Regions from separate parts of the Ovis aries genome. Here region 1 is linked to region 2. The links are chromatin contacts, called in public Hi-C maps. All regions are on one chromosome and are shown on one strand. Each heading gives the region's core, a stretch centred on a gene start, on an enhancer-like site or on the middle of the called end of the contact. The rest is flanking DNA. Distances are from core to core; before and after follow the strand shown. Region 1 has its middle 17 kb from the start of FMOD. Region 2 overlaps LOC132657451 (a long non-coding RNA gene).

Evidence for each region. A called contact is a pair of places that touch in the nucleus more often than the background predicts.
Region 1: a Hi-C map of retroperitoneal adipose tissue shows a contact between it and region 2, with 3 times the contacts expected there. The contact joins two enhancer-like sites. A contact is called at or near these places in 13 of 16 Hi-C or Micro-C datasets (blood, hypothalamus, liver and 6 more).

Annotation. Positions count from the first base shown.
Region 1 is chr12:910,838-913,917 of ARS-UI_Ramb_v3.0, reverse strand. No RefSeq gene overlaps it. Among named protein-coding and RNA genes, the nearest start is that of FMOD, 17 kb to the left of the region's middle. Within about 2 kb of position 1,562, at least 49 of the 54 cell types and tissues checked have an H3K27ac peak or open chromatin away from gene starts, as enhancers often do. A contact at or near this core is called in liver, where this site is marked.
Region 2 is chr12:850,738-853,473 of ARS-UI_Ramb_v3.0, reverse strand. LOC132657451 (a long non-coding RNA gene) reads left to right here. Exons shown (of 2, transcript XR_009595655.1): 2 at 2,039-2,736. Among named protein-coding and RNA genes, the nearest start is that of BTG2, 31 kb to the left of the region's middle. Within about 2 kb of position 1,308, at least 21 of the 54 cell types and tissues checked have an H3K27ac peak or open chromatin away from gene starts, as enhancers often do. A contact at or near this core is called in liver, where this site is marked.

The DNA of each region.
Region 1 (3,080 bases), core at 313-2,812, 60 kb before region 2:
GTACCTTGCATCCCCCCTGTCCCCAGCATTTGGGATTACTGAGATGTCCCAGACATGATTGCTTTTGTTCTTAACAACACATCAACAAAGGTCACTTCTGACATCAACGGGCACGGCAGGTGATGGAGCATGGCAGGATGACCACCAGGGGTCTGTGGTCACTGAAGAACATCTATGCACCAGCGTATAGCATTTGGAGGAGAGGCAAAGACTGCAGAAGAAATGAGTTTCTGAGAAGACAAGGACGGACTTCAGTAGAAGAGGTTTAGGAAAAACAATCAAATCTTGGTGTTAACGTTATGGAGAGATCAGGTAGGGCACTTCAGAAGTCTATGAAAAAAGGAGAATGTTAAATCCTATAAAATGAGATTATTGTGAATCTTCAGATACTGCTGTTCTAAAATTTTTGAAAGGGATGAATTTGAATATAAGTTCCTGAGGAAAAAAATGATCCTATCTTGCCAATATGTCTCTCCCTTTAGAAAATTCATGAGCCAAAAGCAGGATCCATGTGAAGGCTGGGGGCTATGAGAATGTGCTAAGCGTTAACCCGAATCTTAAATTGTTTTAATGATAGAAATTTTACATGTTCCTAGAATCTAGTTGTTACCTCTAGCACCTAATCCAAGAATGGAGGACTGAGAGTAAACGTGGGAAAGGAATACTCTTCCTCCGTTATTAATACCTAAAATAATATAATTTATTAGGCATTATGTCAGACATTTTGTCATAATAATGCTAGGAAGTAGGTGCTACCATCAGCAGCATTCTTCATTGGTAGAAACTGAGGTTCAGAGAGGTTAAGAATCTGCTCAAGGTCACAGAGCCAGTAATCGTACGCTGTCACCATCTCTAAAGTCTTAATCTTGTTACTGTACTAAATTCTTTGACTTTGTACGTGCGTGTATGTTTGTGTGCATTGAGGTGGGGAACAAGATTATTCGAAATGCTTTATCTTACCGAGTTCACAATGTATATCCTCAGAAATGCATGCTCTACTAAAGTCTAGGAGGCTGCTGCCAATAAGGTACTGTGTAATAAAACGGATGGTTAATTTGGTTTTAGACGGTGGGTGAGACACAGAAGGGCGTGCGCACATACAGATAAGAAGGCAGGAGGGCCCCAGTGACAAACGTGGGAAAACGAATGCTCGGATCCAGAGGGGCTTTGGAAAGACGGCCGAGGAGGTGCCATAAACCCAGAACCTCCAGAATGACTCAAAAAAGCCTGCACCAGCCTCGCCGTCCGTCAGGCTGTGGGGGAGGTCTGAGAAATGAGGGAGACCTTCAGACTGAAGAACCCTAGACGCTCAGGCAGCTGCGGCAGGAGGGAGGGGGCGGGCACAGCGGCCGCCCGCCGGCCCCGCCCCGCCCCGCCGGCCCCGCCCCGCCCCGCCGGCCCCGCCCCGCCCCGCCGGCCCCGCCCCGCCCCGCCGGCCCCGCCCCCGCCCCGCCGGCCCCGCCCCGCCGGCCCCGCCCCGCCGGCCCCGCCCTCCCTCTCCCGCTCTGTTAACGCCTCTCCCAGACCGCAGGCGTCGGGGAGGACTTTGATTGGTTCGCTCTGCCCCCCGGCCAGCCAATCAGCAGCTTGTTGCTGAGCTTCCCAGAGAGGGCGGAAGCTGCGGCACCAGTCCTGTTGCCAAACTAGGAGAACCGAGTAGCGAGCGCTTTTCGCAGCGTGTCTAGGTCTTAGCCAATTCCTCGTAGGGACTGAGGGACGTGGTGAGCGGCCGCGGGCCCCTCCCTCGCCCCACATCCGGGAGGGAGGTCGGCAGACACCTGCCGGCCCTCACGCCCGCGCCGGCCCGCCCTGACGCCTGCGCCTTCACGCCGGTACCCGGCCGCAGTGCGCCCCCGCTGCGGGTGTGTGAGTCCGCGCAGCCCTCGCGGGTCGTCCGCGGCCGTCCCTGGCTGACAGGCGTCACCGTTGTCCCCGGCGTGTTGAGAGTGGCAAACTGTGTCACTGGAAGGTGCAGAAAGCAGCCCACCCGCCACGTTTGAGGCTGACCACACCAAGAAGTGAGGACAGGCTGAGGTACATTACACGGTGCCCCCCGGTGACCAAGGGACCCCTCATGCCTCGTGCCTTTGTGGCCTCGGCGGGGCTAATGAGAGTGAGAAGAGCCTCAGGAAGCAGAATTATATCTCAGGTCCCCTAGCCATTTGAATTTGTCATCTCGTCAATAAATTACTGCTAACAATAATGCCCAAAGTGCCACAAAGTAAGGGTCTGGACCAGAGGGTATCAGAGCCCCAGACCTGGAGCTGTGTACTCGTCCTGGTGAAAGTGGAAGGGGGTGCAGGTGGGACAGGGGGGCTACCCAAACAAAACTACTATTTTAGCACTAGCAAAAACCACACTTCCAACCATAGCTCATTACAAATGGGAGAACGGGCAGAGGCAAATAACACCTTCATCAAATTCCCCGTTTCACTCAGTTCCCATTGTGAAGCCTGTATGAATGCCTCCTGATCTGGTAATGGTAATGACAATAATGTTTAATAACATTTATTGTGTGCTTACAAAGAGCCAGACATTCTTCTAAATGCTTTACCTATATTAATGCCCTCAACCATACTGATGGAACAATTTTTTATCCTCATTGTAAAGATGAGAAAACAGGCATTGAGAAATAACTTACTTATGGTCTCAGAGCTAGAACATGGCGAAGCTGAATTCAAACTGCATCTAACTAGTATGTTTCTTCCTAGGGACCTAGGGCCCCTATGTTCTTGAGGACATATGCTGCCTCTTGAAGCAGTGTGTGCTCCCAAAAGCAGGACCTCCAGTTATTGGCTTTCTCAGTATTTCGATAGATTCACTGTATGGTCTCACTTTATAAAATGAAACTAGATAAAATGGTGAATTTTGTTGTAGAAATTTTACCACAGAAAGAAAGGAAAAATCCTCCTATCCATCTGCTTAGTCCCGGTCACCACTGAACCACTCTGGAGCATCCCTAAGTGCTATTACGTTGGTGCAAACATAATCGCAGTTTTGGACCATGAATTTTAAATCATTATAACTAGGCTCAAACATATCTTTATTAATTAAAATAGGGACCATTATAATCAACACAT
Region 2 (2,736 bases), core at 59-2,558:
CTAGTGGTAAAGAACCCACTTGTCGATACAGGAGACATAAGAGACATGGGTTCCATCCCTGGGTTGGGAAGATTCCTTGGAGGAGGGCATGGCAACCCACTCCAGTATTCTCACCTGGAGAATCCCATGGACAGAGGAGTCTGGTGGGTTACAGCCCATAGGGTCACACATAGTCAGATACAACAGAAGCAACTTAGCACGCACGCGCATACTGTCAGCAAACTCACAGTCTACTTAGGGTGGAAGAAAGGAGGATGTCTGTGAAGGGTCCACTGACTGTGCAGCAGCCAGCCTGGCCATTGGTGCTCAGGTGATGGTACTGCCCCCTGGTGCTCCTTAGGGCTCCAAGAAGGAAAGGGGGCCTGCTGGGTGAGAAGAGGCCTATAGAATGGACGGTGATTATAAGGCAAAAGGAAGGAAGTCCTGGGAGGGGAGACAACGCACTCCTTGTTTTAAGCCCCATCACAATGTACCCCTACTCTGTACAGAGTGGCCCAGCACTTAGGTCAGCCGGAGAAAGGCGCATAGGTGACTCGGGAGGAATGCTCCAGGATTGCTCTGCCAGTGGCTTCTGGAAGTCCCTGGAGGGCAAGGGTAATCTCACTGTAAGAGGATTACTATCTCTCTGCCCTCGCCTCCCTCAGTAATGAGCTCTTAGTGTGGAGGGCTTTGGATAAGGATTTACTCATAGGATGAGTACTTATAACGCACTTACTCTGTGTCACGTGTTTATGCATTGGGAATACAGCAATGAATAAAACAGATAAAAAATCCTTTCCTGGTGTGTACAAGGGGGTGGTGGAGGATCAGATAATACACAGGATAAGTAAATGGACTATGTGCATTCTTTGTTAGATTACATTGTGGTAAGTGCTAAGGAGGAAAATAGAGCAGGGGAGGGGGTGAAACTTGAGACCAGGTGGCTGGGTTGTGAGAAGGCTGCAATCCCCGCCCCAAGGAGGCCACTATCTGATGGGTGGCTCTCATTTAAGTATAAAGAAGAATCTCCTGGCTTGCACAGAGAGTCTGATAGTAGGCCTGGAGCCGGGCCCAGAAGTGTGATGTCATGGACCCACACTGAGGGCATTGCTTTTTTGGGAAAACAAGTCCGAGAAGGATAGCACTGATTTTTTCCTGAGAAAGTAACCTGTGGGAACCCCAAGAAAATGGAACAAAAGGCAGCTTCAGCAGTGTCCCCCTGCCTTCAAGTCCTAGGGTATCTTCACATGCCGCTCCTTCCTGGAGTCTGTACTATGCCCCTGTCTCTCTAGCGAATAGGAGGAACTTGGAGTTCCCAGCCAAGCCCTTTACTGGGCAGGGCAGAGCTGGGTTGAGCTGGAAAAAGAGGAAAATCCAGTCTGAGGACAGAAGCATGGTTTGGGGTTCTGCTTCCTGAGTCAGCTCTGACTGCCTAGAGACAGCAAGGAGTGGCCCAAGCTCAGCCCAGACACTGCTGTCCCCATATTTTATAGCAATCTAAGTTTTCATCTTTTCATTTCAACAAAGTACTTACTGAGCACGTACTTTGTGCCAGATATGGTTCTAGATATGGTTCACAGCAGTGAGCAAAACAGGCCTCCGCCTTCTTAGAGCTTATATTCTATGAGGGGAACAGATGGTGAACAAAATAATAAAAATGTCTTTCTGTTAATGATAAGGGCCAATAATAAAGAGGGAAGTGGGACAGAGAGTTCAGTGAATATTGTTGAAAGCTTAGATGGAATAGCCAGTGAGAGTCTCCTGGAGAACGTGACTTTTGAAAATGAAGACTTTAAGTAAGCAAAGGAGGCATGAGGCTTTCTGGAGAAATAGAATTCCAGGCCAAGGAAATGGCAAGTGCAAAGGTACTGGGGCAGGGTGGTATGCAGCAGGTTTGAATTATAACACTTTGGCCATTGTGGCTGAAGCTGGGAAAGCAAGGGGGCAAGTGAGGAGATGGAATCAGAGGTAGCACCAACCTTGTTGTCTGCAGTGGGGAAGGGAAGTCAAAGGCGGATTGTGGCAGAAGGGTGATCTAATTTGATTTATGTTTTTAAAGGACTGCATCTGGCAGCTGTGTTGAAAATAGATATGGGACAAGGAAGGAGGCAGAGAGACCAGAGAGGAGGCCACCAGAACATGTCTGTGAGAAACGACTGCAGTTTGAATTGGGCTGTTAGCAGTCAAAAGGTAAAAAGTGGCTGGATATTTTAAAGGAGGATCCTGCAGGATTTGCTGACAGACAAAATGTGGGTTTTGAGAAAAATAGTATGTGCCGCTGCCAGAAATACCAGACCATCCCACCTGCCTTCTGAGAAATCTGTATAAGGGTCAAGAAGCAACAGTTAGACCAGGACATGGAACAACAGACTGGTTCCAAATTTGGAAAAGAGTACATCAAGGCTGTATATTGTCACCCTGCTCATTTAAGTTATGTGCAGAGTACATCATGAGAAATCCTGGGCTGGACAAAGCACAAGCTGGAATCAAGATTGCCGGGAGAAATATCAATAATCTCAGATATGCAGATGACGCCACCCTTCACAGAAAGCAAAGAGGAGTTGAAGAGCCTAAAATTTGGTTTAAAATTCAACATTCAGAAAACTAAGATCATTGCATCCAGTCCCTTCACTTCATGGCAAAGACAGGGAAACAATGGAAACAGTGACAGACTTTATTTCCTTGGGCTCCAAAATCACTGCAGATGTGACTGCAGCCATGAAACTAAAAGACACTTGCTTCTTGGAAGAAAAGCTA